7 separate regions of the Mus musculus genome follow, and regions 1, 2, 3, 5, 6 and 7 are each linked to region 4. A link is a contact called in public ChIA-PET, HiChIP or PLAC-seq and promoter capture Hi-C data. All regions are on one chromosome and are shown on one strand. The core of a region is the stretch at or near the end of the contact, and the rest is flanking DNA. Distances in the headings are between cores, read along the strand shown.

Region 1 (4,283 bases), core at 1,606-4,105, 450 kb after region 4:
GTAGTCCAGACAGAACTCCAACTTAAGGCAATCCTCCTGCCTGTTCCTTCTGAGTGCTGGGATGAAACATGTGTCACCAAGCCTGGACAGTTGTCCTTTTTTTCTTGTACTAACTTACTTTTTTACCGTTTTCTCTTCTACTAACATCTATCATAACTGAAAATGTAGGAAGGAGCATCAGTAGAGAGAGGCAGGTTAATTTGTAGAGTACAACCCCTTAAAATGTCACTCTGAAAATTACCTGCTGTCCCAAGTACTTCAGCCCATCCAGGTAGACTTTCCACTCTATCAACAGCTGAAAGGCCTCTTCCTTTCCACCCCAAATCTTCACCACAAAGCAGGACACAGATGTATCCAGACGATCCGGCATTATTCCAAAGTCAAGACTCCTCCACGTCGGATTCTGTTGATGAAAATTAAAACATACTTTAGGAAGACTCTTAACTTCTTCACAAGAATTCCCATTAGACGGTAGGTCATTTTGTTTTCAATCTAAAAGAGAGGCTGATGAGGTGGCTCCGTGGATGAGGACAGAGGCTGATGAGGTGGCTCCGTGGATGAGGGCACTGGATGCTCTTCTAGAGGGCCCAAGTTTCATCACCAGCACTCACACGTCAGCTCCCAACTGCCTCTACCTCCAGTTCCAAGAGACCTGATGCCCTCTGTGGCCTCTGCAATCACCAGACACACAAGTCATATGCAGTCACACATGCAGGCAAAACACCCACATACTTAAAAAGCTAAAATAAAAAAAGAAAGACCAGAGCAGGCAGGGTGGCTCAGTGGGTAAGAACATTTGCCACCAAGCCTGACAACCTGAGCTCAATCGCCAGAACCACGTGAGCCAACTCCTGCAAGCTGTCCTCTGACCTCCTCATGCACCTGGCATGCTCAGACGCCCAGCTCCTTGACATACACAAAATAAACCCTTTCTTAGAAGACAAGGGGTATCACAGGCAGAAGTGGGGGGATGATGACACCCTGGGATTGGTCTGCTTATTAGAGGCACAGACGCTGACCCTCACTGACAGGGCTTCATACAACACTTTCATTCATGCATTCAAGAAAATACATGATGATTAAAAGCAAGCACAGATTAACACGTGAACGCAACTGGTCATCATGCAGAGAATAAGAACACATGCTGTGCTCGGCTCTAACTGGGACAGCCGCACAGCATCCCCACCTCCAAGGCTCAGGGTTATAAAGGGTGAAGGGGTGGAGAGGTTTCTGGACAGCTGCAGTCAAACAGTATCTGCCAAGCACGTCAGAAGCACTGCGTACAAGCACTCGCTGTGGCTGCGACTGCATGCACAGGACTTCACACCAGCAAGCTCTGGAGTGGGGTAGGGGTGGGGGCGCTCATTACACTTCACCCCAAGCTGAGGAGTTAGGCAGCTGGGAATTGATAGCTGCTGGGGTTGGAAGAATTCGTTTTCTTCAGGCATAGAGAAGGAACTAGAGGAGAAGGGAAGGGATGGGAGGTGATAAACCACACTACACGCATGCATAATATGCACAAACAATGGGCGGGGCAATAGCATATAGGCAATGCCCCCAAAGGACTGACATTTAAAACTGGAGATGTAGCCCGACAGCAGAGTGACTGCCTGGCAAGTGCAAGGCCCTGGGTACCATCCCCAGTACAAACAGGAACGATTACACTGGAACAGTGCAAAGTCCAGTGACAGAGTCATGCTAAAGGTTACGCAGCAGCACAGAACAAACAATAAACTCTAAGAAGCAGGGAGGATGCCCGAGAGCACGGAGCTTGGCTTCGAAAGCACAAATAGAATTTCAGCAGATTAAACTTGGGAATGCCAGGCAAAGGGAATGTATTACAAGCACTCAGAGGTGTGAGGCAACAAAGGAAGGCTTGCAGGCAGTACACCTGCAGCTGCTGTGTGAGGTGCCCAATACCCCAACACCCCCCCATCACCTGGCTTCCCCACCCCTCTCACCCTCAGTATCACCCTGCTTAAGCTCATGAAGTCTTGCCAGGTAATGGGGTTTCAGTCTTTATAGCTGAAGACCCTGAGACAGTGGACTGTGGGATGTGGGATTCAGGCATGTAGCCTAGTCATGCCCTTTCTACTGCACACTGCCCTCTCCTCTCTTCAGAGGAAGTTAAATGACTCTCCCTGTCATTCCACCCATGTGGGCTGGGCTGACCCATGCTCATTCACCCATCCTAACCCACATTTCTAATGGTAACCTCTCTGCAGAGCTCAGTGGTCAGCCAGTGATTGCTGAGACACTGTGCTCAAATACCTCAAACCAGTTATCCCTGCCAACGGGTTGGTAAAATGCAAACAAGACACAATTAAGAGAACGGACATGAAGCAAATGTTAAAACTAGTACAAGATTACAGTGACCTTCACAGATCAGCCAGGCAGGAACTGGTCCTCGGCTCATCTACAACTTGAGAATCCTGTAGGAGAGTTCTGGACTAACTCTAGCTCTGGAGCCTGAGATTAGGCTCCCCTCTGTTTGTCCGTCCCCCTTCCCCTCTGCTCTCCACTGTACCCCCCTAATCCTCTCTGCTCCCTTTATACCCCTGCTCCCCTCTGCTCCCTCGTATTCCCCTCTGCTCCCCCTCCTCCCCTCTGCTCCCCTCTGCTCCCCCTCCTCCCCTCTGCTCCCCCTCCTCCCCTCTGCTCCCCCTGCTTCCCCCGCTCCCCCTCCTCCCCTCTTTTCCCCCCTGCTCCCCCCTGCTCTCCTCTGCTTCCCCCAGTCTTCCTCTGAGCATTGTACTCGGTGTAGTTTAATGAGGAAATGAGGAAGGAACAGCACAAATGAGGAAGGAACGTGTGACAGGCAACATTAGTTTATCTATTCTAGAAATGCCAGGAAAAACAAGGACCTTTGAACCTGTCAACCTAACTCAAGTTTTGAATGAGGAAGCGGCGGCCTCTGGGGACTCCCTAGTTACCTAGTCACTGACCATGTCTGCCTCGCCTGCCAACTGTCAGGGTCTCCTGCAGACCCTTTGTAAGGCTGCAGGGCCTTCCTGACACTCTTCCCCGACTAGTTCCCTGGGAACACAGCAAGGATATTTGCTAAATAAACAACAACAATGGCACATTATATTCCAGGTACTGTACTAAAGAAGTTCTAATCAGCTTAAGGTAAAAAAATCTTACAGTGGAAAGCAGAAGTTAAGATTCCTTTGAAAATGGTGCCGCCTTTCTGTCTGACGTACATCATGTTTTCTAAATGGCCATTTAAAAACAGGCTGGTGTAACTATCACTAGAAAAGAAGAGCACTCTGAGCTGTGAGGCCCTAAGGCCCATTCAGTTAGCATTCCTCCTAGGCTCCGCCCAGCAGTTACCTGGCAATAGCCAGGTAGGCCGGGCTTTCGATAAAAGGGGCTGTTTGGCCCCTCCTTAAGCTCTCTGTCCCTTCTCTCTCAGACTCTCTTCTCTCCCTCCTGATCTGTTTCTCTTTCTCTCCCCTCCCCCCTCTCTCTATGTATTCCTCCCTCCCTTCTCCTGTCCCTTCCCCCCTCCCTCTGTGTCTTTCTCTGCCACTACTCCCTTCTCAATCCTCCTTCCCATGCCCCCAAATAAACTCTAGACCTCAGGGGGAAGGGGTGCCTCAGCATGGGCAGGCTCACCTCACCATACCCTGCTCTACAAAACAGATCCTGGCTCGTTTTATAGAACACAACACATCCGCTCCAGGGAAACTCCAAGTCCCTGACTCTCTCTCCCAGCACCTCACAGCACCAGGCTTCCCTTGTCTCCTCCCCACCCCACAGGCAGAGGCTTCTCCAGTGCATTTAACTTAAGACCTACAGGCCCCTATTAGCAATGTGTGTACACACTTTGCCTTAATTTTAGAACTCCAGAGCCTGTGTGACTGCTTCTTCAGAGGACTCATGCGTGGGAGACAGTAAGAACCTGTCTGTCACACATGGGGTCATAGTTGGAGCTGGCAGTCAAAACTTACAGTTGACTCCAAAGGCAGGAAGTGGTAGAAAACTTGCTTTAAAAACAAAATCATGTCTTATATATCCTGGGCTAGCCTCAAACTCCCTGTGCAGCCAAGGACGACTTTGAACTTCTGAACCTCCTAAGTTCTAGGACTGCAGGCAAGCACCACCATGACCAGTTTTATACTGCACCAGAGACCAGCCTCAGAGGAAAGCAGCGTCTGCATCTCCAGCCCTAGGTAACTGTCCCCAGGACACGGGCTACACAAGGGACCATTCCAGGTAAGAGCTATGGGTGTGGCTTTGTGCTGCAGCCACTGAAAAACCAGCTTGGTATAATAACTAAT
Region 2 (4,362 bases), core at 1,750-4,249, 390 kb after region 4:
TGAAGGAATTAGAAAGTAATCAGTAATACAGACAACATAAACGTGTGCTGAAACCAGTGGGAGGAACTTCGATGGGAAATCATCTAAGTCAAAAGGGTTAACTTCACTGAGGAAAAGGATGACAGCCATCACCCTGATCAAATCTTCCCATGCAAGAATGTCCATATTGTGACAAACTGAAATGGGCATTAGTCAAGACTGAACAAATTATATAAATATTAGGACTTAAGTAAGAATGCTTACCATCTTCATGAGGAAACATCAGACAAAACAAAATGACAGGCATTATAAAATGACTGCCAAGAGAAGACTGAGGAACTGCCTCAGACTGAGAGGAGGAGGAAAGAGGACAGCTACCGAGTGGTACGGGATGGAATCCTTTTGGTATGAAGGACACGGAAACAGATGGAGACTCTTGAGACTTGACGTGATGGATGGATTGGGTGTTGCTGAGGTGTGAATGGGAACTGACTGATTTCCAGGGCTGCACCGCAGTTATCTAGGCAAACGCTTGTGTTTGCAGACGCTTTACTGATGCCCCTGGTACAGCTGGGAGGGCCCTTCTAATTTACTTTCAATGGCAACAGGGGGAGAGCACTTGTTACTATTTCTGCAACGCTCCCATAAATTTGGAAATATTTCATAGGAAAAGAAATATAAAATGCTCAAGAAACGAAGGCAAGAAATACATACCGAATCTCAACCCCAATCTCCCCAAACAACACAGCCATCGACAGCTAGTCTGCTCACTGCAAGCCATCAACAGCTAGTCTGTTCACTGCAGGCCATCGACAGCTAGTCTGTTTACTGCAGGCAACACACCCGTCAACAGCTAGTCTGCTCACTGAAGGCAACTTCAGCCAGTGGCATCACTGAGCAGGGCGACATATTTCACAAGATCAGCTTCCTCCCAGAGATAATTCACTCAGTAACTAACTTATTGAGAATGAGTTTTCAATGCCAGCTTTATCACTAAACTGTAATATTTAAGTCACTGGGGATGTGGAGACTAGATCAGCAGGATTGGTTTGGTTTGGTTTGGTTTGGTTTGGTTTGGTTTGGTTTGGTTTGGTTTGGTTTTTCAAGACAGGGTTTCTCTGTGTAGCCCTGGCTGTCCTGGAACTCACTCTATAGACCAGGCTGGCCTTGAACTCAGAAATCTGCCTGCCTCTGCCTCCCAAGTGCTGGGATCAAAGGTGTGCGCCACCACTGCCCGATTAGCAGGATTTGTAGGACACAGAAGAGACAAGAGTTTCTGAACCTGGCCTGTACGTTCTCTCTGTCAGTGGAAGAAAATGTACGGTTGCAGATAGCTTAACTCTAGCTTTAGGGCTATTGTTTGGCAGTTTATATAAAGGAGGCACCATTCTATTTCAATTTTCAAGCAAAACGTTAAATGTTGCTCACACACAAATGGCTGGAATTCACGTATCCAACCCAGAGAAACATTCTTTGTCCTTTATAACTAAGCAAATGAATTAAAATATAGCCAAAAGAAATCTATTCAGGCGTTCGGGAGATGGCTCAGTGTTTAAGAGGACGTACTGTTCTTGCTGAACTGGAGATTGCTTCCCAGCTCCAACGCTGGGCAGCGTACAAGCACCTGTGACTCCAGCACAGAGGGCCCAATGTCTCTGGCCTGTGTGGGTACCTACACGGATGTAGTGTAAATACCTAACACACATGCACACACAAATTCATAATTACATTTTTAAATCTTTTAAACAGTCTCTCCGTTGTCCCAGTCACTGGGCTGTGGCATTGTGGAGGCTGCTTGGGGTCAGGCCATCAGCATTGACAGTCATACGATGAAGGGAGTCCCCCGTGGCTCCATTCTCAGTCCGTGCACAGACAGACAATAGTTGATAGCAATACTATCAAATATAAAGTTATTTCTAAGCTTCATTATGTAAAGATGTGACTAGTATTAAGACAGAAGAAAAGGAAGAGGCCCCGTGGGAGGAATGTCCTGAATTCCTCATTCCTCATGAGCCAAAGCCAAGAGCGCGCTATCTAAAAACTCATTTATCAAATAACAGAAACAAAGAAGTTGGTGTCAAGTTTTACAGATAACCACCAGAAGTCAAAACAGAGAGAGTTCCAGGTGGCAGCTATCCCTAATGGGTGAAAATGGGCAAGGTTGGGGAGGGCAGAACGGGAGTCTCAACTTTTAATTCTAGGGTCTGATTTGTTAATGGCATGCCATTTGTCCACTTTAATTTTTAAGTGTGTGGCAGGAGGGGAGTTCTCGTGGTCGCCATGGGGCCTCCTCTCACTGTTTCTAGAAAAGCAAGCACGGAGCGAGAATGTGATGCACAGTGCCTGTGGGCTCAGCTACCTCGAAGGCCCTGGCTAGGGTCTCTGAAGGTAAGCAACCCAGCACTTCCTGGAGTCTCCCCTGCACAGGAGTTAGCACGGACGCAATAAACCCCTGCTTACGGGGTGACCAATCTATGCAGGATGTGAACAAAACTGCTCATACCAACTTTTACTTGAAAAGCAGTATCAAAAAAAAAAAAAAAAGGAAAAATTATAAAACAAACCTCAACTTCTCTTTATTTGTGCCACAACAAAAATACCTCACCAAAATAATTCATTTGGAAAAGAAGCTTTTTGATGAAAACCCATAAAAAGTCACAGAAAACCAGTGCCTTCCCCACTTGCTTCCTATCAGAGACTTTGCCATCTCCTCCGAGGCTGAGCTGCAGATGCAGGCATGTGTGTTGCAATGAAGGGGGCTGGGGGCGCACACTGTGCCTCTGGTGGGGGCGTACACCATGCTGTGCCCGGGCATCTTTGAGACTAGTGAGTTTACTTATGTGTAAACGATGTTTCAAGTCTATTCAAATGACTTCACAAAGTAATTCCACATGACAACTTCTTTCTACCATCAAAATCTACTTACATTAAAAGGAAAACTGTGGCTTAAAACAAGCACTGAGAAGCCATGGTTTCCAAGGATACGGGATGGCTTCGTGTTGAAGCTTCAAAACTGGCATGCCTGACTCAGTGCCAGTGAGTCAATGTGCTCTGAAAGAAATTATACAAGTCCTGTTTTCTGTGTTCTCTACATAAACAGTTCCACAGCGGCAGTTTATAACACGGAGGATCGGTCAGTAAGACATTCACTTTTAGCCTTGGAAACACTGTCTGACGTTGGCAATTGCACCCACTGCAAGGTTCAGCTCTGAAGCCTGAAGACGTATTAGGATCATATGGCTCTTTGATCAAATCTACAAAAAAACCCAAACGGAGCTGCAGCACAGTGCAAGAAAATGAAAGAAAGCCTCACCAAGCACAGGGTCTGTGCATCCCATCAGAAAGAGCAGGCAACAGTGGGGAGACCTCACACTGGGGGCGGAGACAAGAAAATGCCACGCAAGCCTGAATAAGCCATTAAAACTCCCTGAGCCTTCCTGAGCCATACACCTAACAAACAGAGTTGCTGAAGGGGCTAAAGGGGACGCTAAAGCACACACAGCATAAGCTTTATACACAACAACTCAAAACGGCAAACATCTATGGCCTCAGCTGACTGACAACCTCAGGCAAGAAATCACTTGAGTCTAGGAGACAGGCAAAAGAGTGAGACCTGGTTTAAAAGCAGGAGAACCACAAATAAACATTATCAAAGGAACTAATGCAACCAGGCCTAGTGATGCTTGTCTTTCATCCCAGCACCCCAGAAGCAAAGGCAGGCAGATCCCTGTGAGTTCAAGGCCAGCCTGGTCTACACAGCCAAGGCTATATAGAGAAACCCTGGATTGTGTTGTTTTCTGCTTTGTTTTTGTTTTTTTTTTAAGAAAAAATTCGGGGTATTAAAGCTAAATGGTCAGCACATAGCAGGCTTGTAAAATACAAAAAGGTACAAAGAATGAAGTGAGATCTGTGGAGGCTTCACAGAGCAAGGGTATGCGGTCCACGTCTGGAAGAGAGTCTTTTTAAGAAGTCAGGCACGTGTGCCTGGTTCTTGCTATTTCACGGGTGCTGTCTCCTGCTCTTGGTCCTGCTTGATGAGATCCAGTTGTGTTTTGTTACCACCTACTGTATGCCGAGGATAACTGACTCCAGTGCTTACTAGCTGAGTATCGACTGGATCAGAGAGTAGTTAACTGGAGAATTCTATCCTACCTATGACCGTTAAGCTTGACTTCCAGCTTTACTGAAGTAGACTTTCCTAGACTATTAGCAAACCATATCTCTGGTGTATCTGTGAACACAGTCCCAGAAGAAATTCACTACAAGAGAGAAGAGCCACCCTGAAAGTGGATAGCACCATCCCACAGACTGGACCCTAAATAGTCTCTGATGGGGAAAGGAAAAAGCTTACAACAAAAGCCAAGTTGCTCCTACATGCTACCA
Region 3 (4,327 bases), core at 568-3,067, 410 kb after region 4:
TCCTATGGTATCCCATCTCTTACCTCCTATCCTCCTGAACAGCTTAGAGCTTTCTGCACCCTTTAACATACCCTCTTTTCTCGGTTGACTATCCCAAGTGCCTCCCTTTTCTCTAAGTTGGGGATTTTTCTTTTAGCGCTATTGTTTTCTCCCATAAGATTGCACAATCTCATACTTAGAAAATACCTTTTTAAAAAATGTTCTCTTAAATCAAGGTCAAGAAATGTAGCAGTTTATTTGCATTTGAACTATTTCTGCACACTCTATTCTTCACTTTCTACGTCCCCAATTCAACAGACTCAAAAGAATGTTCATACAATTAGTAAACCCTATCTGTTTACACATCCCAAGCAGTCAAACTGAAGACACCTCTCAGACACAGGTCAAAGGTCATCAAACATATGTGGCAGCTTTCGGGTTGTTATCCCATAAGAATAATTTTCACAAGTCTCGTAACCAAACTCTATGTCATCAAATATAAGATTCAAGGCTCACAAAGGAAAGGCCACTTGTATAATGTTTAGCAGATAACCATTCTTCATGAATCCTTCTGGATTCTTCCACTAGAAAATCTATAGAGGAGATGTAAGGCCCTAAAATTTATGATGTGCTAAGTAAACATTAGAAAAACGATAACCAAATCAAATGTCCACTAGCAATCTGAGCCGAACAAAGGCTGAGTGTTGCGCTGACTATACTGGGAAATGTCCCCTGGGAAGTGTCCCTGATCACCTACCACATGAAAAACTGAAGCTAGATTTTTTTTTTTTAAGTTGGTGTGTATCTTGAAAGCACCAATTTTTTTATTTTTTATTTTTTTTTTTCATTTTTTTTTATTAGGTATTTAGCTCATTTACATTTCCAATGCTATACCAAAAGTCCCCCTTACCCACCCACCCCCACTCCCCTACCCACCCACTCCCCCCCTTTGGCCCTGGCGTTCCCCTGTACCGGGGCACACAAAGTCTGCGTGAAGCTAGATTTTTAAGTCTTTCAAACTTAGTCCCAAGCATTTCATACAGACACGCATCCATACAGAGAGCAGAGGCAATTAAACCTCTGAGCCTTGGATCTCTGCAAAGCTCCCCTGGCCCTGGCCCTCGGGCCCTCTTAAGGTGCCGAGCAAGCTAAAAGCCTAGGCCACGCCTAGGGCTGTGGGTGGGCTCTCCTGGGGAAGCATCCTTGGTAAGTTCCAGTGATGTCCGTGCTCTGCAGACCAGCAAGAGCCTCGCACTCTGCTTTCGGATCTGCAGTCTGCAGCTGTTCTTTCCCACTACCCAGTGAGAGGAAATGGCTTTTCAAAGCCTCTGTCAGGGAGATAAACTTAAATCACTGAACAACAGGATTTATGGAGCCTTCACTAAACAATGCTAAGCCTGAGCGAGCACTGGCCTCTCCAGCCCGACATCCCTCACACCTCAGCACCACAGAGCCACAGCCAGAGATCATTCAAATCCAGGAGCCCCTAGGGAGGTTCTTACCGCAGCAAAGAGAAGACATCGTAAGAATTGCGAACACAGTTCTGGTCCACCTGAAGGAGGTTCTTCTGTGCGTTTGGATGACCCTGAAAGGCAATGGTGAAGAAAGTAAACAGACAGACACAAAATCTGTGCCAGACCAACCATGCCTGCCTTTCTCAGGATATGACTCATCAAAGACCTGGGTCCACTTTAGAGACCCAAAAAGCATAATCTCTGTGGGAGCCTCATCAAATCTCTCAGACAAGTGGATTTAAAACTCAATTCCTTCTCCCTGTTCCCACAGAAACAAACAGTTGTGGTCGAGGGCTGTGGTTAGCTTCCCAGGGACGGTTCAGAGTCCTTCAGTACATTATGTGACTGCAGAGGGTGGGCCACTCTTCCCAGGAGGCTGGCTCCCAACACCATGCTGTCTCTGGATGCCAAGTCCCACTTGGGAATATAAGAAACAAGTGTTCCCACCTACACAAGCACCAACATAACACAGTGACATAGGAACAAGTTACTTAAGAAAGGCAGTGTAAATTGTAGTTAATAAAAAGACTGGGCATTGGGGCTATAGCCATTGATAGGGTGTCTGCACAGCATGTGTAAAGCCCAGATTCCATTAGCAGCACTTGGAAAAACGAGAGGTGGCGGTACATGCATAATCCTGTCACTCAGGGGGTGGAGCCAGGAGGGTCAGAAGTGCAAGGTCATCCTTAGCTACATAGTGAGCCAGCCTGAGCTACCTGGGGCCCTGAAAAAGACTCTGGACTCAGACTTTCATGATCCTTTCAAACCCTTAATGTCCCAGGTCTGTGACTGTCACCTATACCTTCTTAGTCAATTGCTTTCCCTGTCTGTAACATAGAAATGACAGTTGTGCCTACCTCATAAATGTTATAGGAAAAGTTAGTATTCATAAAACAAGCCATGCAAACACTAAGTCTCTGCTAGGACCAAAACACAGACTTTTTAATTAATAATAAACACTGGCACGGATGTGAGAAAAGGAGTGTGAGTTAGCACAGTCACTGTGGAATTCCATGTGGAAGTTTCTGGAAAAGGTAAAAATTTCTAGGAATTCATGAGCTACCAAAAATGACTCAAGAAGAAACAGAAAACCAAAACAGACTTTTCATGCATAAAGAGGTAATCATAAGACTACTGAGAGAACTAAATATAAAGGCATAAAAGTGTGGAGGCAGGCAGAGACTTGACTAGTCAATCCTATAATTATTTAATGATAATATACCAATATACCAATGCAGCTCAAAGTCTTAAGAGGAGAAAGGAGGGGACCAAAGGGACTTTCTAAGTCACTATATGAGATCAATACTACTCTTAGAACAAAGCCAAATGAAGCATAAGAAAACCTCATACTATTATACTTTATAAATACACACACTGAAATCTTCCATAAAATATTAGCAAAACTAATCTAGCAGCATATTGAAAGGATGGTTCCATGCACTCTGGCAAGTGTTTCTGGATACATCCCCAAAAGAAAGCAAGGATCTGAATCTAAGATTTGTGTATCTGCAGGCATAGTAGCCTTATTCACGACTGCCAATAGGTGGAAATAACCCAAGAGTCCACAGACAGAGGAAACAACAAACAAAATGTGGGCTATTCATACACTTAGCTTTGAAAGAGAAAAAAAAAAATCTAGTACATGATCCAACCTAAGTTCTAGCCAGAACAATTAGGCAGGAAATACAAAGTACACCCAAATTGGACCAAAATAAAATGGAAAACATCTTATGTTCTGGATACTGTCAAGGCAGCAATAATATCCGAGGCCATTCACAGATTCAACACCTCTCCATCAAAATCCTATCTGTCTTTCCTACAGAAAGGGAAAAGCCAATTTTCAATCCCCATAAACGCAGAGGAGGCTGAGAGATGACAAAGAAGACTTACATTGTCTGACTTCAAAACGTACGGGGAGGCAACAGCAATCCAAACAAGATGGTCAGAGCCAGAGGAGGACCAAAGAAAGGAAGGAAGGAAACAGATGAGGGTGTAGAAATTAAACCCAAGTATCTATGATCAACCAACACAACCTATCAACAGCAGGGTGCCAGGGCTAGGCAAGGGAGAAATAAGCTCGTCATAGAACGTCATGACTGCTGGCCACATGCCCAGCAGCACTGGTGCTAGAGAAACTCGGAGGGAACAACAGTGAAGAGTTACTTCATTTACAAGAGGTCAGCTGTAACAGAATAGTATTAACAGCCTACGCCAACAAAATGCAGAAGAACGAGCATCCTTACAGATCAGTGTTGTTGCCACCAAGGAGGATACCTTAGTTAGGGTTTTACTGCTGTGAATAGACACCATGACCAAGGCAACTCTCATAAGGACAACAGTTAATTGGGGCTGGCTTACAGGTTCAGAGGTTCAGTCCAGTATCATTAAGGAGGGACCATGGGAACATGGCAACATCCAGGCAGGCATGGTGCAGGAGGAGCTGAGAGTTCTACATCTTCATCTGAAGGCTGCTAGCAAAATACTGATTTCCAGGCAACTAGGGTGAGGGTCTTAAGCCCACACCCACAGTGACACACCTACTCCAAAAGGCCATACCTGTGAGTATCACTCCCTGGGACAAGCATATACAAACCATCACACAGGAGACGTTCCAGAATGCCTCAAAATGTTAAAACCTGGAACTAGAAAATAATAATGTTTTGTTGTTTTGCTTTGTTTTGTTTTGTGTTTTCAAGACTGGGTTCTCTGTGTTAACGGTCCTGGCTGTCCTAGAACTCACATTGTAGACCAGGCTGGCCTCAAACTCACAGAGATCCACTTGCTGAGATTAAAGGCGAAAGGCATTCTCCACCACTGCCTGGCAATAACAATTT
Region 4 (4,232 bases), core at 1,537-4,036:
CCAAGAATGGCATGTGGCTAACGCCACTCTACACACATGGGGATGACATTAGTTCCTTGCACAAACATATGCTTTAGCATTAGGGCTTGCTTTTCTCCCTAAATACTTGTTGAAAAGAGCTGCTATAGGGGGGTAAAAAAGAAGCATTAGTCAAATTTAAATATAATGGGTATCTTATCAATTACAGTAAGAAATAACTGGGAAACTAGGCAGCTTGACTTAACTTAAAATCCAGAAAAGGCATGTTTCTCACATACTCAGTTAGTAGTATCCCAATATAAGCAAAACACAAAAAAAAATTACGTAGAGCAGCAGCTTTCAACCTGTGACCACTCAACCTGTGAGCACAACTCCTTTAGAGGTCAAATGACCTTTTACAGCGGCTACCTAAGACACAGATATTTACATTAAAATTCATAACAGTAGCAAAACTACAGTTATGAAGTAGCAACAAAAGAATTTTATGGTTGGGGGTGACCACAATGTCAGGAACTGTATTAAAGGGTCACAGCATTAGGAAGGTTGAGAAGCACAATGCTAGAAGTCAAATACTGACTGTATGACTTAATGGGAGTACTGCCTCATGTCTAAACTTCCTATGTAAAAAGGGGACCAAAACCAAACCAAACCAAAGCAATCCACCTTTGGGGCTTGAGTGTTATGTGAGATGTATAAGGAGAAGGCTTCCCATTTGTCATGGCTCCTTGTGTCATAACTCCTCCATCTCGTGTACAAATCATTCTAGGTCCTGAGGACTATGCCACCAACAGCCATGACCAAGCAGAAAAAGAAAAGGTCACAGAGAAATATAAAATATCAAAAATAAAACGGGCAGGCACGGCCAAGCACACCTGTGGTCCCATCACACGGGAAGCTGAGGAAGGAGACCGACATGATTCTGAAGACAGCCTGGGCTATGGAGTGAGAACCCGGCTTAGAACAAAAACAACAAAAAGCATACCCAATTTTCGAAGAATCCGTTTGCATTCATCCCTGCTGAGATCCAAAAGGGTTGGCCACACAACAGGCATTGCTGCTTCTGTCTGGTAGCCCCAAAGAGCTTGTCCTCCCTATCAGAGGAAAAACAAATCACATTACCAATGTATACGCAAGGATATAGAAAGCCTTCGACTGGCTACAAACTAAGATTGAAAAGATAACTCATACCATTTTCATCTCCACACTCCAGCTCCTGACAAAGGAAAAAAAACACCATTTGAGAGCACAATGACCCAGCTCATACTAACAGGGGAAAGAACAGGTTTTAAAGTCAAACACTTCTTGGTTCCAGTTCCAGCTTTACAACATAATTAGTTGTTTCATCCTTGTGAATTGGCCTCTCTGAACCCAATTTGTATGCCTTTATTTTAAAAAAAAAAAAAAAAAAAGTAATCCCAAGTTTGTTTCAAGTATTATTTAGAAAACAGGGCAAGCCAAGTTCTGTCATAGTGGCTGGCATATGACTTGCCAAACAGACTCTACCACCTGTGCAACCTTGGACAAGTGATTTGACCTCTGCCAGTTTCCTTAATAATAAGTTAGGAGATAAAATAAGCAAACGGTGGAGCATGTCATTTGGATAAATGAAACTCAATAACTCTTTTCTCAAGTTTTGGCAGTAAAAAAAGAGTCATTTCGACCAGTTACCAAAAGTTTAAAAGCCTAGAATTTCGCACTGTGAATTCCTTGGTCAAACAAAACTACACTACAGGTTGAGAACTCAGTAGATCTTCCTTAACATCTGTTAAACTGATAAATGGATGGTCAGCAGCAGAGTAGAATGAATGAATGAGCCAGCCTAAGAGTCAAACACTAAACCGATATGACTCTTCAACTGCGTTCCAGGCTCTGGGTTGCTAACTCCAACTCTTGGCCTCAAGTGGAGCCCCCTTCCCCCTACTTCCCATAGTCCTCTGAGCTCAGAACCAACTCTGAGCGAGCCAAACTGGATGGCGCGCCCCAGCTGGCAGGATGACATAAAGAAAGGGGGTGGAGAGGAGGAAGGGGCAGAGCCAAAGGAATCCGCTCGCTCCCCAAGCCAGTCCCCGCCTCCCGGTAGAATCTCGGAGGCGGCCGGCGACCGCCCGAATCGGGTACCACGTCACGGCATCCCAAAGCATCCCCTCCAGGGAAACGCACGGCGGGGCCGCACAGCAAAGGAAAGCCGGGCAGCAGAAGCCGGAGCGTGCTCCCGGCACCGGGGTCGCACCGACTCCGTCCCCCGCTCAAGTGTCAGCAGGCAGCCCGCCCCGCCCCCTCTCTAAACACGCACTCGCTCACAGCACCACAACAAGAGCAGCCCGCCCGGCTCCTCGCCCGCGCGGCTCCGAGCGGGTTCCAATGTCAAGCCCGCGCCCCCGCGGCCAGCAGCCAGTCTTGGGAACCCTGGCCAGCGTCCGCGCCTCGCGCACTCCTCAGCGGAGACGACAACGGAGAAAAAGCGGGGGCACGGACAGACAGTCAGACAACCCGGAGTCGCCTCGGGGCTCCTAGACCTCGACCTCCGGCGTCCCATCACCAGGCATGCCGGAGTCGCCCTCAGTCCACTTGAGGGAGCCCCGCGATCCCGTTAGGAAACAACGGAGGATGGGGCTGACCGACCCAAGCCGGGCTCCCCGTGCCTGGCCAAGCGCTCCCCTACCCTGGATAGCCTGCCAGCTTTTCCCAGGACCCTGCCTGAGAGACACCCACCTGCCCGGCCTTTCGGGGCTCATCTAAAAGGCTCCTCCGCCAAGACTAGGGGACACCAGGAATTAGGTTTGTTTGCGGTGCCTCAGAAGGGGCAAGATGGCGACAGATACCAGAGCGCAGGCGCAGGCGCGCGCGGCTCGCCGGGAGGTGTAGTTCGCCTTTCCCGCCTTTTGAGAAACGAGCACTCAAAAGCCTCCATTCTTCCTGTCCCTTTTCCTCTGCCTTTTGAAAGGAAAGGGCGGACAACGCGGGTCCTAGTGGGAGTTGTAGTCCGAGTCCAACCTCGCTCCTCTTTCTCTTGCTGCTTGCTGGTCACATGCGCAAGGAAGTCTGGGAGTGTAGTTCCTTTCGGCTTCTACATTACCCTCCAGTCTCCAGCTTCGCGCGCCTATCCTCCGGTCTTTCCCAGCCAATCAGCTGCTCTTTCGGCTGTACGTGTGGCGTCACACGTAGCGGTCAAGATGGCGTCTGTAATTGGAGCTGAGCTTCGACCTTTTCACTCTAGCGAGGGTTGGGATGAAAAGAACACAGCTTGGTCCCTGATGCCCAGTTGAGGATTAAGATCTGGTTCCGTAGACGCTTGGGAGTAGTCATCAGCGTCTTCCAGCCACCCAAACGACAACTCAAGAAAGGTTATCCACTACGGAGAGAGAAGACCTCACAGTGGCCCGTACACCTTTCTCGGTGTTAGGAGTTGCAAGTGGAGGAAAGGAATCCGAGCGGTCTCAGCTTGGAGTTACGCCATGTACGAAGTAGGAGAGGTAGTGATATCTCGTGCAAAATCTGACAAAGGGAAGAAGGGACTTACTTGAGGCACTACGACATGGTAGGTTCACCATCAGCCTTTGTTCTTAACCACACAATGTTGTGGAGGCCTTGTGCCCCTATTTTACAGATCGATAGGGACCCAATATATTGTTTCTCTGATCCAAGAACTCAAAGTTAATTTCTAGTATTATAAATCCCATCGAATTTTGTTGTGTCCTCCCTCTAAATAAAGAACTCTGGTAGCATCGGATGCAATGAAAGTGCAAATCTTGAGGAATTGTTAGTGTGCATCCTTCTGTTAGCAGATTCCCGTGAAAACTAGGGTAACCACTGGGAGGACATCTAGCTCAATGGCAGATTGCTTGTCAAGTATGTGCAAGACCTGGAGACCTGAATCGGATTCCTAGCACTAAGGGATGTTAGGATGGACACACGAGAAAAACTACCCTGTGGGAATATTAAGATACACAACGTGAATGAAAGTTCTTTTCCTAGTTCATTATGAATTACATTTATAATCTCAGCACTGTAGAAGTGGAAGAAGATGAGGAATGCAGGGTCAGACTGGACTGCAAGAGACACCGAGACCAAAACAAGAAAAAAGAAGAAGTTTTTAAGTAAATTGTGAACCACTGCATATGAGTCTACTCCTGCTCCTGAATGGAGCTGTAGGTTAGTCAGAAATAAAAAGGACCATTTCCTATACAGCTCTCCTGGCCTTCTTATTGCACCCTATTTTGAGGTCAGTTTCTTAAGAATACCTTGCAAGGTAG
Region 5 (4,353 bases), core at 1,188-3,687, 470 kb after region 4:
AACGTGAAGCTAACTGACGCAGAGTAAAGTATGGCTCCTATCAGAGAAAAACTGCAACGAACTTTAAATATACACACCGGTGGTTAAGTTATGGATCCTATAGTGAAAAATACTGCACAGCCATGAAGAATAAATAATGTAGTGTCGATGAAACAAGTCAAGAAACTACTAGTCTTCAATAGTTTGTATGGTGCCTGTGTTGTCATTTGCACTTCACAGAGAGAAAAGAATGCAATGCTGTGATGGCTGGAGAGGTTTAAGTATAAATACTTGCCCCAGGAGGGGGGGGTGGGGACTGCACACGATATCTTTACGCATTACACAAAATCTTATACACATTTTACATGAGAAAGCATAGGAATATATTCCCTACTTTTAAATAAAAAAATAAATTTACATTAAAAAAAAAGACAAAAAGTCCATCGGTAGTGGCGCCCACCTTTGATCCCAGCACTGGCGAGGCTAAGGCAAGTGGCTCTCTGTGAGTTCTAAGCCAGACTAGTATACAGATAAGAGTTCCAGGGAAGCCAGGCTAAACAGAGAAACCTTGTCTTGTGGGGAAAGAAAAGTGAAGAGGGCAATAAATCTCTTTGTTAAATTATTTATTGTTATTTTACATGCATTGATGTTTTGCCTGCATGTGTGTCTGTGTGAGGGTTGTCAGATCTTAGAGTTAACAGTTGTGAGCTGCCCTGGAGGACTGGGAATTGAACCCACATCCTCCAGAAGAGCAGCCAGTGCTCTTAACTGCTGAGCCATTGTGGGTTAGAATGGTGTCCCGCGGCTGTTCCACCACAGGGCCACTCATGGAGGCGGGATTGGACACAGGAAGTCTGACTGCAAGCACCCCAGGCTGCCAGGCTGGCTTCGGGAAGCTGCAGGACCCCGCTCCAGGAGTTGGGAAGCATAGTCAGAGTTCCCCGCTGAACTGCTGGAGTTCGGCTTGGATTCTAGGGTACCACAGACACCGCAAGAGCTGGCTCTGGGGTCCCCAGCCTGCACAGAGACCAGGGACGGCAGGTTCTCACTCTTGGGCACCACAGGTGCCGCTGAATGCCTTGGAAGAGCTGAGAACAGAGTGGGTGCCTGAGGGCGGGCACTAGCCCTGGCCAGAGGGAAAAGGGCAGGAGAGCGCTCCAGCTGGTTCCCACAGAGGAGAGTCCTTAGTTTGCTTGGCTTAATGGGAAACAAGTCTGAGAGCACAAGGATATTAGATGTGCCGTCCAATAAGAAGAGGCAGTCCATGGTTTAAAGGTGTTTATTGTCATGGCTGAAAGGGGAGCTAAGAGGGTAGTAGAGGCTGAGAAAGTAGAGAAGAAGAGGCCGGCCATGGCCACGTGGAGAGAGGGGGGAAGGGAATGCAGGGAGGAAGGGAATGCAGAGAGAGGGGGAACAAGAGGGCAAGAGAGAAGCAAGAGGGAAACAGGAGTAAGAGAGGGAGGAGGGGGCCAGCAGCCCCTTTCATAGTGGGCCAGGCCTACCTGGCTGTTGCTAGGTAACTGTGGGCGTGGAGTCCAGACAGAATACCAGGAGCTTGGGGCGGTGCCCTACCTGACTAATGGCCACAGAATTAAGGAGCTGGGCCCTCATGTCAGGAGCCTGGTGTCTGGGAGCATGACAAACTTCCTTCCATACCTTGCAGAGTTATCTGCTGGGTCTCCGGGGTTTAACCCTAGCTCACCCAGAAAACAAGCTGCTTTTCAAGGTCCCAAAAGCCATCTCTCTCCAGCCCCCTTGCAATAAATCTTTAAATGGAGACATATGTAACAGCCATTCCCTGTAGAAGTGCAACACAGTGAAAGCTCAGGTTACAGTAACCCTGAACTTGAGGGATGCTCTATACACGCTAGTGAGCAACCACTGGCTGTGTCCCTTCCTGCAGAGTGTAGACATGTCCATCCGTGCACCTATGTGGCTTGTTGGAGAATAAAGCAATGGGTGTGAAGGCCCTGCAGAAACAGTGAGGAACTTTATGAAAATAAGCTGATAGACAGATGGGGGCGGGGCTGTTAGGGGCGGGGCTGTCAGGGAAGTACATGGCTGACTGAAGGAAAGAGACAGGCTAGAACTCAGCTATCTTCATATTGATGAGAAAAGAGAAGGAAAACAGACCTCAGACCCAAAACAGTCAATGACTAGAATTCCAGAACTGCAGACCAGAGAGGCCTCTGAAAGTCATCTAAGCCAGGGGACCCTGCACCACCAGCGAATGTGTTCCTCATGCAGACCCTAGGTCCTAGCACAGCAATGACCTACTCAAGTAGATCCCTTATTCTTTGTCACCGGGTACTTCAAATGCATGTTTTCGATGGAAGCAGAGATCTACAGCATCCAGACTTATTTTTTAATGAGAAAGCCCGAATCAAAGCAGGGAGTACTCACTTCACACTGTTAGTAAGAAGCAAAAGTGAAACTGGGCCTGATCTCCCAGATGGGTGCACCAAGCTTGCCCCTGAGACACCCGGCTTCAAAACCTGTGAGGCCTCTTGGCCTTTTGGGTCTCATGTATTCTACCCAGTTACAACAGCCAGCAGTGTCCATCCACTGTCTTCCGAGCATGGCAGGCATACACGGTTCCGCCTGTGTTATCAACTTCCGATTCTGAAAACTAAAGTTCAGGTCCTACTATCAAGCTCTAGACAACTCCTTAGGAAGATTCGAGGCACTGAGATGCATTTAGCATGGACATGCTGATCCCAGGCAGAGACTACCGTAAGCCAGAACTTGGTATTTCTAAGGCAGAACTTTGACTTCTCCTTACTCCGGCTGCATCCTTTCTTAGAAATTTAACCCATGCTCCTTTACGTAGCGAGGTCCTCTTGTTCCGCTCATTCTAAGCTTCATAAACAAGCACAGGGCCCCAAACCTCCAGCAATCACAAATCTTCTCCTTGCATACCATATCGTAATAAACCAGATCATTTTATTATCTCCTAACTACTTGTGATTTGCTAGCAACACCTCTGAATACCATTACTGCAAAAGGAACTCAAAAAGTTCCAAGAACTGGGATCATAAGTGTGCACCACCATGCCCAGCAACAGGAGGGGTTTTGGGTTGTTTGGTCTCTCTCTCCCTCTCTTCCTCCTTCCTTCTCTCTCTCTCTCTCTCTCTCTTCTTCTCTTCCTCCTTCCTCTTCTCTCTCTCTCTCTCTCTCTCCCTCTCTCTCTCCCTCTCTCTCTCTCTCTGCTGGAACTGAACCCACTGGCTTCATGCAAGCTAGGTAAGGGATTTACCACTGAGCCACACCATCCCTAGCCTTGACACTTTTAAAAGGCAAAGCCTGTGTTCTTTGTTTATAAATTGACTAAACCTGGATGGCAGCTGGATCCTGAACTGAAGGGAACCAGAGACCAGGTCTAGAACATTCCCAAAGGCCTGTGTGTTAATGGCTTGGTCCCTGGGATAGCACCACTGGGAAGTGTGACAAACTTCAGGAGCTCAGATTTAGCAGAGTCTTTAGGGCATGCACCCTTAAAGGGATGTTGGGGTTCCCCAGTCAGGAGGGACAGCTTTGAGCTGCTGTGCTCACAGAGTCCAGGCTGTTTCACCATAAGGGCAAGCAATGAGGTCATGGATTGAAGCCTCCTAACTCCAAATTTCCAAAAGCCCACCCTTTTCATAATTGATTCTTCTTTTCTTCTTTCTTCATTGTAACAGAAAGCTAATACCAGAGATGTTCTGAAAAGGACATGTGGTCAGCTAGCTAAATTGGAATGTGAGCCACGGAAAGTGAGCGGCAAAGGGCACACAATCAACTAACTAAATTGGAATATAAGCCGCAGAGAGCTTCTGCACAAACGGACAAGGCATGATTAGAGAGCAGGAGCTTCCTACCTGAATGGGGAGGAGGACTGGAGGCTGGAGGAGGACTGGAGGCTGGAGGAGGCAGAGAGGACTGTTTACTCAAGCCTGCCTGAGTTAACAGAATTACTGTGAATCCTGAGCAACAGACGCAGGACATCGTGAGCTGAGCATAATGGGGCCACAGAGAGGGTGGGATACCCAGCAGGTTACACAAGCCCAGACCCTTCCCCACACCTTACCATGGGACTTCTAGTGCTGTGTGCTGTAAGTAAGCTGGTTTGCTGATTTCCAGGAGCTATTGCTGCAAATAACTGAACTGTGGGCGAGGGGCATGGGAGCTCCCTGCTCACATCTGAAGTATAGGTAGCCTAAGAGTTGCAACAGCAGTCTGAAGCAAAAGTTTTATAAGGATCAACCTTCAACTTCCAAGATCTAAGACTAACTCCAGGTAAACAGCTGCAGAACTGAACCAAGGAGCCAGGCAAACCATCAACTGTGAGAGAATGGGTCAGTAGGACAGAGGGGTAAAAACCCCTCAGCCGGATCT
Region 6 (4,205 bases), core at 969-3,468, 480 kb before region 4:
ATGTCACCATCATCACCCTGAAGTCTCTGTGACAAGGTATTATTTAGCCTCACTCCACACACCAGGGGAAACTGAGCCACAGGCAAAGCTCTCTGCTTCAAGGCCATGGGCAAGCAGGAAGACAAGGAGACAGTCTGCAGGAGGAAGACGACAGGCCGTTCAGGCAAGAGGGTGGTGGAGAGTGGCTTCCCAGCACCCTCTGAGGGGACAAGGAAGGCCTCCTTTTGGGGGGACCAGATCTCAGAGCCATCCTAAGAGCATTCAGGGAAATTAGAGAAGAATAAGACAGAGACAGCAGAGGCTTCTGAGAAGCCCACAGATGTCCCACTGAAAGCCACAGGCTTCCTGCCACCAATGCCCAACTGCCACCTGTTTGGTACTGTTTCAGAGGCAGACATTGCTCTTACCCAGTAATGGGCCCGTGAAGCTTCCCCTAGACCTTCCACTCCTGTTCCGGGAGCCCCAGAGGGTTCTCTCCTGACTTGTCACACCTAGCCTGCAGTGGGTGCTGAGAACAGCCAGGAAGGGGGTGGGGCTCTCCCTACTGTAACCTCTATAGCAACCTCTTCCCCAGGGTAGCTAAAGATGGTCCTTGTCAGACACACCCACCGTCCAGACTGGCATTCAATGTCACACCCTGTGTTTGTCCGTGAGCTTTCCTAGCCTGACTGTTTCGTAGTTTGGACTCTACGGTCCTTTCTTCACCTTGTTGGACTTTTCCTAGTCCTTGTTCAGATGAACTCTCATCAGCTCCCAGGCAAGGATGGCCCCTCTGACTTGTGCTTGACTCTGCCTTCTCACCACGCCAGTCAGGAGCTCATCTGTTGGCCCTCCATCCTCTCAGTGGGAAGAGAAGCCTCTTAGGTTAGGCTCCACCCAGGCTTCAGCTCTGACCCAGCCTAGGGCAGTAGCAGCAGCTGGGCCCACCACACCCGACCCCCCCTGGTCTTCTTCACCTCCACCCAAAACACTAAGCCTGCAGCAAGGACCAGCAAGGATCCAGGGAGGCCTCAACCTCCCTTGCACAGCAGAGCTTCCCAGGAAGATCTCCCTGAACACTTAGCTGCCCTGGGCATTGGCTGAGTGTTCCACCCTCTGGCACAGAGGAGATCAAGGCTTGTGTCTTGGGATCCTGGGTGCCAGTTCTGGCTGGGTCACCTTAGAGAGAGGCTGCCTTCCCTTCTGCTGCTGGGGCTCATCTGTGTGAAGTCTGGGGCTGACTCTCACCACAGGAAAGACTGCCAGGGCAAATGAGCACCTGTTATTGCTCTTCAGCCCCACTCCACCCCTGGGCCCCCTTAGGGGGACCTTTCCTACACTCCCCACCCCCAATCCTGACAGCTGGAGATAGGATCAATCCTGAATTGTCTCCGAAAAAAGCCAGTTTCTGCCAGACCCGCCTTGCTCCCAGTGCCACACACCCAGCCCTGAAGGTAAGGAAGAGCCCCCCCCCCCACCCCCATTCAACTAGGGGATTGTGGCCAAGAAGGGGTGAAGGGTCATCTACCTGGGATCTTTGGTCTCATGGTCTCATGCCTACTCCAAACCATGGGATGTGGACATCTAGAAAGGTTAGAAGGTTTAATGGGTTGAGGAGCACAGGCGTGAGGACAGGAAAGGGGACCTGTAAGGAAGATTAGAGTCTAGCCCACCAGTGATAAGCACACCCCAGCACTTCTGCACTGGGAACGCGGCCTCAGAACACCCAGGTGGAGGTGAGGTTGATTTCTCACCCAGGGCTGCGGGTGGAGGTAGGGATGAGCTCAGGGGCCCCGGGCATATCTTTGGGGGGTGGGGTGGGGGTGGGGCTCCGCCTCCTAGGCCTGCAGGCCAGCGCTCAACTCCCAGCCCTGAATCCGCGGGATGTACAACCCCTGCTCGGATTCGTGCTCCCAAGGCACGCACTGGCCCGCGCTGCACCTGCACACACACCCAAACGCACACTAATGTGCGCTCGCACACGCCTCCCTCCGCGCAGCGCCTCCTACCTGCCGCGTCGCCGCAGCTGGAGCTGGACTCCCGGGATGCAGAGCACAGTGCGGGCACTGGAGCGGAGGCTAGACCAGCCCGCGCCACAGCCTGGGACTCTGCGGGGAGATGATACCCCGGCAGCCCGCAGGCGGGGGTTGGAACTTGGACCCCCGGGCTTCAGTCTGTCCCGCCCCTCCTCTCAGCCTCCTCCCATTGGAGGCCAGAGGCGTGGTCTCCCGGGGTGGGGCGGGGCGGGGAAAGGGAGGTTGTTGCGCATGCGAACTAGAGAGGCTGTGCCTCCCCCCCCCCACCCCCCTCCCTGAGGCCGCCCGATAGTGCTGGCTCGAAACTGAAAGGGTGGCCCTGACCCAACACTCCTTCAAACCCCACTCCAGTGCTGTCCGCGATAGGAGAGCATCCCGGGACGTTGGCTGCCTACCTCGCCATTGGCCTTGGAGGACCTGCGTGCCCCACTAAGTGCTGGCAGAGAATGTTGGCCGACTTGGGGTATGCATCTTAGCCGGGCTCAGACAGGGCCAAGGCAGGGCAGCTGAGAATGGGAAGACCCAATGAGATGAGAACCACTCCCTTTCCATTTGTATCCAAACACCCATTCCCAAGATTTTAGCTGGAGAAGAGGAATGTAGGCCCTGGTGAGGTGTCCAGAGGGCCCCAGTCAGTTAAGGGAAGCTGGCCCTATCCTGTCCAGACCTGTCCTGTCCTGGGCATTTATCTGCTCTGAGTGTAGACTAAAGCAGCAGGGCCCAGATTTTTGACCCTCTCTGACTGCCTTCAGAATGCCCTGGAATACACCAAGCCTTGGTTTCTTACTCTGTGAAGTGGAAACTGCAATCTCCTCAGGCCAGGCGGTTTGGGGGAATCCCAGGGAGATTTATAGATGACCAGGGCTGGCCAACAGTAGGCTGGGTCACTCTAAGGCCACAGAGACAAAGCTTGTCTGACCTGGTCATACTAGTCGCTCACAGGTCAGAAACTCAGGCCCACTCATCCCTCTAGTTTCCTGGTCTCTGTTAATGATTACCTCAACCTCAGTCATCCGGCCCTCTACCTCACCCCTGTCCCTGGCCACCTAAGTGTAGCTCCATCTGGTTACCTGACTGACCAAATAGTTTCCAACCATGTTGCTGTTCCCCCTACCCACCACCACCCACGCACAATGTTCCAAGACTACTAGGTTCCGCTCTCCATTTACCCTAGTCCTGGCCTATGGCCGCCGGCCTAGGGTTTTTACATTCTTTCCATCCCCACAGAAAAGCTCTTCTATTGCCTCCACACAGCCTCAGCGTGTCTCTGTCCAGAAGCCCTTGGTCCACAAAGCAGATCTGGATCAAGGGCTCACTCCACCAGTTACCGAGAAAGTTCTATATCCTTTAATGGTCTCAGTTTCCTTGTCTGTAAAATGGGCTTTCTAGGAGAAGCACATGGTGATTGTGGAGACAAAAAATGTCAAAAAGGTTCAGTCAAAGTCCTCAAGCAAGGTAGCAAGTAGCATTACCTCTGTCAGGGCACCTCTCAAATCTTCCGAGATAGAGCAGGGGTCATGTCTGGGAAAGTGTGTTCTTCAGCCCACAAAGCCATGGTATCCAGAGAATGCTCTGACTCTCTTCTATAGCTCTGAGTATGGAGCCAGGAGAGGGTACTATGTGTTGGTTTCATTCGTGGGCTCTGCCTTGACTCCTTAGCTGTGTGGCCTTGGACATGAGACCTGTACTGCAGAACTCAAAGCAGCACCCACACTGCAGTCGTGGGGTCTCATTGGCTTAACTCCTGGGAAGTCCTTATGGGGCCCTCTAGCTGTTACTGTCCTCTAGCCCAGCCTGCTCATTGTATAAAGATACAGTGTCTCCAGCAGCAGAGACACATACCCTGCATCATGATGTTTAGGCCCAGGTGCCTTAGAACCGGGCTTGGACTGGGAGGCCTGTCTCAGAGCCCATCTCTGGCAGCGTCCACCTTCCTGACAGATGAGGGAAGAAACCTAGAGAGACAGCGACCTGTCGAGGGCATCTGGACTTGATGGAGGAGCAGAGGCTCTGATCCTTGGGGAGCAGAAGATCAAGGCATGCCAGGAAGAGCTGGGCTGCCTACCTAACAAGGCTTTCTGGGGGGCGGATGATGCATCTTTGCCAATGTGTTGGCCTCAGGACCCTGCCAATTGGTTTTTATAAGCTTAGTCATCTAATGGTGCCATTAACGAGCCTGATGGCTAGGTG
Region 7 (3,976 bases), core at 337-2,836, 430 kb after region 4:
TTATTATATGTAAGGACACTGTAGCTGTCTTCAGACACACCAGAAGAGGGTATCAGATCTCATTATGGATAGTTGTGAGTCACCATGTGGTTGCTGGGATTTGAACTCGGGACCTTTAGCAGTCAGTGCTCTTAACCGCTGAGCCACCTCACCAGCCCCCAGAGACAGTCTTAATATATTCACCAATAGTCACAAAGAACCACGCTTTTTGTTGCTGAGGAAATGTACCGGTGGTTAAAAGCAATCACTCGGCACTGCTCTTGCTGAAGACCAGAGTTCAGTGTCCAGCACCTCCAGCATGCAGCTCACACCACCTGCAACTCTGGCTCCAGGGAGCCATGGCACAGCCACTCTCTGCAGGCTCCTGCATTGGCACATACATACATATTCTCTGTAGGGACCTGTACATGTACATACACACACACACACACACACACACAGCCTCTGTAGGCACCTGTAACCATACACACAGACACAAGAGCACAAGTAATACAGATAAGTCTTTTCAGATAATGCTTTTAAGTGTCAGCTGATATTGCAAGAGTTCTGTTGAAAGTTGCTAAAGAATTCTAAACTGACAAAGCTAATTAACTGGAGGACTACGGAATAAAATGTAGCACACATAACAAGCACATACTTGATAAACATTTCCTAACCATCTGGGTCTGAATCCCGGCTCTGGCTATTTGTCTGCTGTGCAATCTTAGGAAAATTACTAAATCTCTCTGTACCAGTTTCTTTTCTATAGACAAACAACTGTGGAGTTAAAACACAGTAAAGATGGAAAGTGTTTGCTACCTGGTAGTAAATTAGGTACTCACTAAATATTAGTTATTAAGCGCTCACTAAATATTAGTTATTGCTACTACTGTTAGGGTTAACTATTCATTCCACGTTCCCAAGCTTCCACAAAGGAAAAAAAAATTCCCAGACCCCATCTTGAAAGACCCTCTCAAATCCCTCTGGGCTGTAGCTTTCTCCTCCTCAGCAGCTCTAGGTGGCTTATCCATGAGCTCTGAAGGCTGGGCATGCGTGGCTCAGCTCCTCCCAGATGCTACATCATGAGGAACTGTCTATGCCAACACACAACACTGCTTGGCTTGGAGGACTAGGCTTTGTCTATAATGGGACGACTTCATTTCCATTTGCTCTGTTATTTTGGAGGGAAGAGGATCAGGTCAAGAGGAAATGCACACAAGCCTTTTTAGTCATGGCGAGCTTTTAGTCAAAGTTAAACAATGTTTGCCAGTCAGTTTTATCTGTTCTCAAGCCACCTTCTGAACTCCATTTTCCTGTCACCCATCTTGTCTGAACTTGTTCAAAACTTGTTCAAAACTTTCTACTTGTTCACAAGTAGACAGAGAAGCCGGGTACTGGTGCTTACACCAACGGTCACCAACTGTGAGTCTCTAGCCGTGGGGTTCTTGGGGTTTTAACTACAATGGCGGGCAGACATTGGCTCTGAATGCTACCATTGCCTCTGACTGCAAGACTCTACCAGATGTAGAGTCAGGGACCGGCTGCAGAGTGAGTCACCCTCCCTCCCACACCAGGACAGCCAGCCTTGGCAATGGCAAACAGCCCAGCAATGGCAGCCTCACAAGTCTCTGACTTAATCCCAAATGTTTTTACTAAGTAAATACCATGTCCCAAGCATTGTGGCAGGGAGTTTGGGGAGGGTGGGTGAGGGAAGGTCAGCATTGCTCATGTCAGTCTGACCCCACAAAGCCTACAGAGGGAAGAAGGGCAGGCCACTGGACAGAGCAGTGCATCTGGCAGAGGAGATCTGGAAGATGTTCAAGGACTCCAGGAACTCAGAAGATGAAGCTGGGACACAAAGGGAAGACTTCCGGAGTTGGATGTTCTAAAGACACCACCTAGCATAAATCCACTTGCTAAAGTACACAACGCAATTTTTCTGTTCTTGGTTTACTTGACCACTGCATCTCCTTAAAAAACAAAGCAACAGGACCAGCCAAGCCCACAGTTTACCGAGATGGGAGAGAAGAAAGCAGAGACGCTGGGCCCCAGACCCAGCAGCACGTGCTCTACTGCTTCTTGGTCACACCACTGCCTGCTTCTTCTCCAGCCTGGGCTACTCAGTCCTTCTCTACTGAACAGCATGTTGCCAGCCTGTGTCTCACATGACTTCAGAGGCTTTGTCATCGCCCCATGTTTATAGTTCATTTCTCTCCAGGTTCAGGAATTCAGATGGCTACTTGTCGTCAACACAGGGGTTTAAAGACACTGCACATGCCTGTGGCCATCTTACCTCAGGATCTGTGCTCTTCCTCCCTGCCCACCCCGCCTTGTCGCTAAGCTTCCTGTGGCTATCATCTTTCATCTATCCAGTTACTTTAAACCAGAAATCCAAAATCACCCTTGACATCTCTTTTTTCCTTTTATCTCAAATGCAAACCACAACAAATCCTAGTGATTTTCTCTCCTAAAACCCCAACTCTGTCGCCTTCCTAGCTGGGTGTGTGGCTCAGTGGTAAAGAGCTTGCCTAGCACGTGCCTGGGCCTGGATGTCATCTGTCTTCCCTACCCTGCTATGGTCCATGCCAAACTGTCATCTCTTGTCCATGGCACTGCAAGGTCCTTCTCACTGTCTCTCCACAGTCACTCTTGCTCTTTAAAATAAGCCAGAGCTAAACTATTACATAAATCTGGTTAGAGCACACGCCTCTGTCCTGTGGATAAAATCTCGAAACTCCCCATGGGCTGGCCTGGGGCTACTCTCACCTCCCTTCTGTCCCTCAGACTCACCTTGTGCCCTTTCTACTCTGTGGCCTTTCAAGCTCAGCCTCCTCCCCTGGAAAGCTCTCTCCATTCAGCGCCCACACCTTTCACATACTGTCTTCTATTCAGAACCTGGATTACAACGTTAGCAACCAAATCCCTCCTCTGGGGACCAGGACAGGCCATCCTCCTGTCTTAGCCAAACAGCTGGAAGGGAGGGGTGTGTCTGCCCCCAGCCCTCCTTCACCACTGTGCTCAGCACTGAACACAGGAGCCAACCCTGGGCAGGCACTCAGGAATGACAGACAGGGCATCCGAGTGTGACATCCTCACAGCAGAGATTATGAGCAACAATTTCTGAGCAAAAGCAATGTGAAGAGTTTACAAAAGGCTGGGGGAGGACTGTTTTGGTTTGGTTGGTTGGTTGGTTTGGTTTTTGGTAAAAGTTGTCAGAGTGGGGGAAGCAGCCTTGGGCACATAACTAACATCTCAGCTCAGCCGCTCTCTAGACCCTATGGAGTGCATCCTCCCAGTCAGTTCCTGCCTGTACTGTGAGATGGAGAACAAAGCCACCACCACAGTGGTTTGTGGTGAGTGTAAACAGGAGGCAGATGCTGAGTCCCCGCCACAAGGATGCTGCTCACAGAAGCTCCCGGCTAAGAACAAACGGGGCTCTGCCTCGCCTTCCTCTCATCACCTTTAGATGCAGAGACAGCAATGGCTACGAAACAGCTTCAGTTTCAGTTCCTTTCTTTCTCTCTTTTGAGGCTGGATCTCACTGTATACATCAGGCTGATCTGGAACTCTCTATGTAGACCAGGCTAGCCTCAAACTCACAAGGATACACCTGCCTCTGCTTCCCACTTGCTGGGATTAATAGCATATGCGACTATGTCCAGCACAATTTGGGTTTCTTAGGCTTACTGAGAATGATAAACACAACTGAACATTTCCATTAAACTCTTCCATTTAGACAAAAGTCACCTTGCCTATTTTGGGGGGAGGGCAGGACTGAAGATTGAACCTGGGCTTCCAGCACGGTGGTAAAGCCCCACTGCTGAGCAACACACCCAGCCTCTTTTCATTCTGAGACAGGGCCTAACTCAGCTTCCTAGGCTGGCCTTGAACTCACTCTGAACCTGGGCAGTATCTGACCTTTAGTCCTCCTGCTACACACAGCCTTCTAAGTGGCTAGGACTGCAAGCCTATGCCACCATGCCCAGCTCACCACTCT

The links. Promoter capture Hi-C pulls out the DNA fragments that hold promoters and counts their contacts. ChIA-PET counts read pairs in DNA pulled down with a chosen protein or histone mark. HiChIP or PLAC-seq counts read pairs in DNA pulled down with a chosen protein or histone mark.
Region 1: a contact with region 4 is called in a promoter capture Hi-C map of liver, with 2.1 times the contacts expected there. The contact joins the enhancer-like site here to the promoter of Emsy in region 4. A contact is called at or near these places in 7 of 39 promoter capture datasets (the 3T3-L1 cell line, cranial neural crest, frontonasal cranial neural crest and 4 more), 1 of 484 Hi-C or Micro-C datasets (CD4 T cells), 1 of 115 datasets of contacts at active chromatin or transcription factors (pro-B cells) and 1 of 9 other capture datasets (embryonic stem cells).
Region 2: an H3K4me3 HiChIP or PLAC-seq map of forebrain shows a contact between it and region 4, with 5 times the contacts expected there. The contact joins the enhancer-like site here to the promoter of Emsy in region 4. A contact is called at or near these places in 7 of 39 promoter capture datasets (the 3T3-L1 cell line, the HPC-7 cell line, cranial neural crest and 4 more), 1 of 484 Hi-C or Micro-C datasets (embryonic stem cells), 8 of 115 datasets of contacts at active chromatin or transcription factors (bone marrow-derived macrophages, craniofacial prominence, embryonic brain and 5 more) and 1 of 9 other capture datasets (adipose tissue).
Region 3: a contact with region 4 is called in an H3K4me3 HiChIP or PLAC-seq map of neural tube, with 5 times the contacts expected there. The contact joins the enhancer-like site here to the promoter of Emsy in region 4. A contact is called at or near these places in 17 of 39 promoter capture datasets (the 3T3-L1 cell line, 3T3-L1-derived adipocytes, the C10 cell line and 11 more), 4 of 484 Hi-C or Micro-C datasets (the N1E-115 cell line, nephron progenitors, palatal mesenchyme and 1 more), 20 of 115 datasets of contacts at active chromatin or transcription factors (astrocytes, bone marrow-derived macrophages, cardiomyocytes and 13 more) and 2 of 9 other capture datasets (adipose tissue and embryonic stem cells).
Region 5: a contact with region 4 is called in an RNA polymerase II ChIA-PET map of memory CD8 T cells, with 11 read pairs. The contact joins the enhancer-like site here to the promoter of Emsy in region 4. A contact is called at or near these places in 11 of 39 promoter capture datasets (the 3T3-L1 cell line, 3T3-L1-derived adipocytes, cranial neural crest and 7 more) and 4 of 115 datasets of contacts at active chromatin or transcription factors (T-cell acute lymphoblastic leukemia, embryonic stem cells, memory CD8 T cells and 1 more).
Region 6: a contact with region 4 is called in a FOXA1 HiChIP or PLAC-seq map of pancreatic cancer cells. The contact joins the promoter of Capn5 here to the promoter of Emsy in region 4. A contact is called at or near these places in 2 of 39 promoter capture datasets (the C10 cell line and embryonic stem cells) and 3 of 115 datasets of contacts at active chromatin or transcription factors (astrocytes, bone marrow-derived macrophages and pancreatic cancer cells).
Region 7: an H3K27ac HiChIP or PLAC-seq map of the NIH/3T3 cell line shows a contact between it and region 4, with 6 times the contacts expected there. The contact joins the enhancer-like site here to the promoter of Emsy in region 4. A contact is called at or near these places in 19 of 39 promoter capture datasets (the 3T3-L1 cell line, 3T3-L1-derived adipocytes, the C10 cell line and 12 more), 8 of 484 Hi-C or Micro-C datasets (CD4 T cells, the N1E-115 cell line, cardiomyocytes and 5 more), 25 of 115 datasets of contacts at active chromatin or transcription factors (the NIH/3T3 cell line, the SCID.adh cell line, astrocytes and 19 more) and 3 of 9 other capture datasets (adipose tissue, embryonic stem cells and macrophages).

What each region holds. Positions count from the first base shown.
Region 1 is chr7:99,099,071-99,103,353 of GRCm38.p6, forward strand. It overlaps Uvrag (UV radiation resistance associated gene), which reads right to left. Exons shown (of 15, transcript NM_178635.3): 4 at 242-403. Among named protein-coding and RNA genes, the nearest start is that of Uvrag, 40 kb to the right of the region's middle. Within about 2 kb of position 2,856, at least 124 of the 459 cell types and tissues checked have an H3K27ac peak or open chromatin away from gene starts, as enhancers often do. A contact at or near this core is called in liver and pro-B cells, where this site is marked.
Region 2 is chr7:99,043,717-99,048,078 of GRCm38.p6, forward strand. All of the region lies in intron 6 of Uvrag (UV radiation resistance associated gene), which reads right to left. Among named protein-coding and RNA genes, the nearest start is that of Uvrag, 95 kb to the right of the region's middle. Within about 2 kb of position 3,000, at least 30 of the 459 cell types and tissues checked have an H3K27ac peak or open chromatin away from gene starts, as enhancers often do. A contact at or near this core is called in forebrain, where this site is marked.
Region 3 is chr7:99,064,319-99,068,645 of GRCm38.p6, forward strand. Uvrag (UV radiation resistance associated gene) reads right to left here. Exons shown (of 15, transcript NM_178635.3): 6 at 1,482-1,564. Among named protein-coding and RNA genes, the nearest start is that of Uvrag, 75 kb to the right of the region's middle. Within about 2 kb of position 1,818, at least 45 of the 459 cell types and tissues checked have an H3K27ac peak or open chromatin away from gene starts, as enhancers often do. A contact at or near this core is called in neural tube and pancreatic cancer cells, where this site is marked.
Region 4 is chr7:98,653,783-98,658,014 of GRCm38.p6, forward strand. It overlaps Emsy (EMSY, BRCA2-interacting transcriptional repressor), which reads right to left and starts at 2,787. Exons shown (of 20, transcript NM_172280.2): 1 at 2,692-2,787; 2 at 962-1,070. The coding sequence starts at 1,031.
Region 5 is chr7:99,126,739-99,131,091 of GRCm38.p6, forward strand. The region is part of intron 1 of Uvrag (UV radiation resistance associated gene); the gene reads right to left. Among named protein-coding and RNA genes, the nearest start is that of Uvrag, 12 kb to the right of the region's middle. Within about 2 kb of position 2,438, at least 66 of the 459 cell types and tissues checked have an H3K27ac peak or open chromatin away from gene starts, as enhancers often do. A contact at or near this core is called in memory CD8 T cells and pre-B cells, where this site is marked.
Region 6 is chr7:98,176,056-98,180,260 of GRCm38.p6, forward strand. It overlaps Capn5 (calpain 5), which reads right to left and starts at 2,219. Exons shown (of 13, transcript NM_007602.4): 1 at 1,989-2,219. It overlaps Gm16938 (predicted gene, 16938), which reads left to right and starts at 1,139. Exons shown (of 3, transcript NR_045972.1): 1 at 1,139-1,433; 2 at 3,270-3,355.
Region 7 is chr7:99,083,850-99,087,825 of GRCm38.p6, forward strand. All of the region lies in intron 5 of Uvrag (UV radiation resistance associated gene), which reads right to left. Among named protein-coding and RNA genes, the nearest start is that of Uvrag, 55 kb to the right of the region's middle. Within about 2 kb of position 1,587, at least 91 of the 459 cell types and tissues checked have an H3K27ac peak or open chromatin away from gene starts, as enhancers often do. A contact at or near this core is called in the NIH/3T3 cell line, the SCID.adh cell line, astrocytes and 5 more, where this site is marked.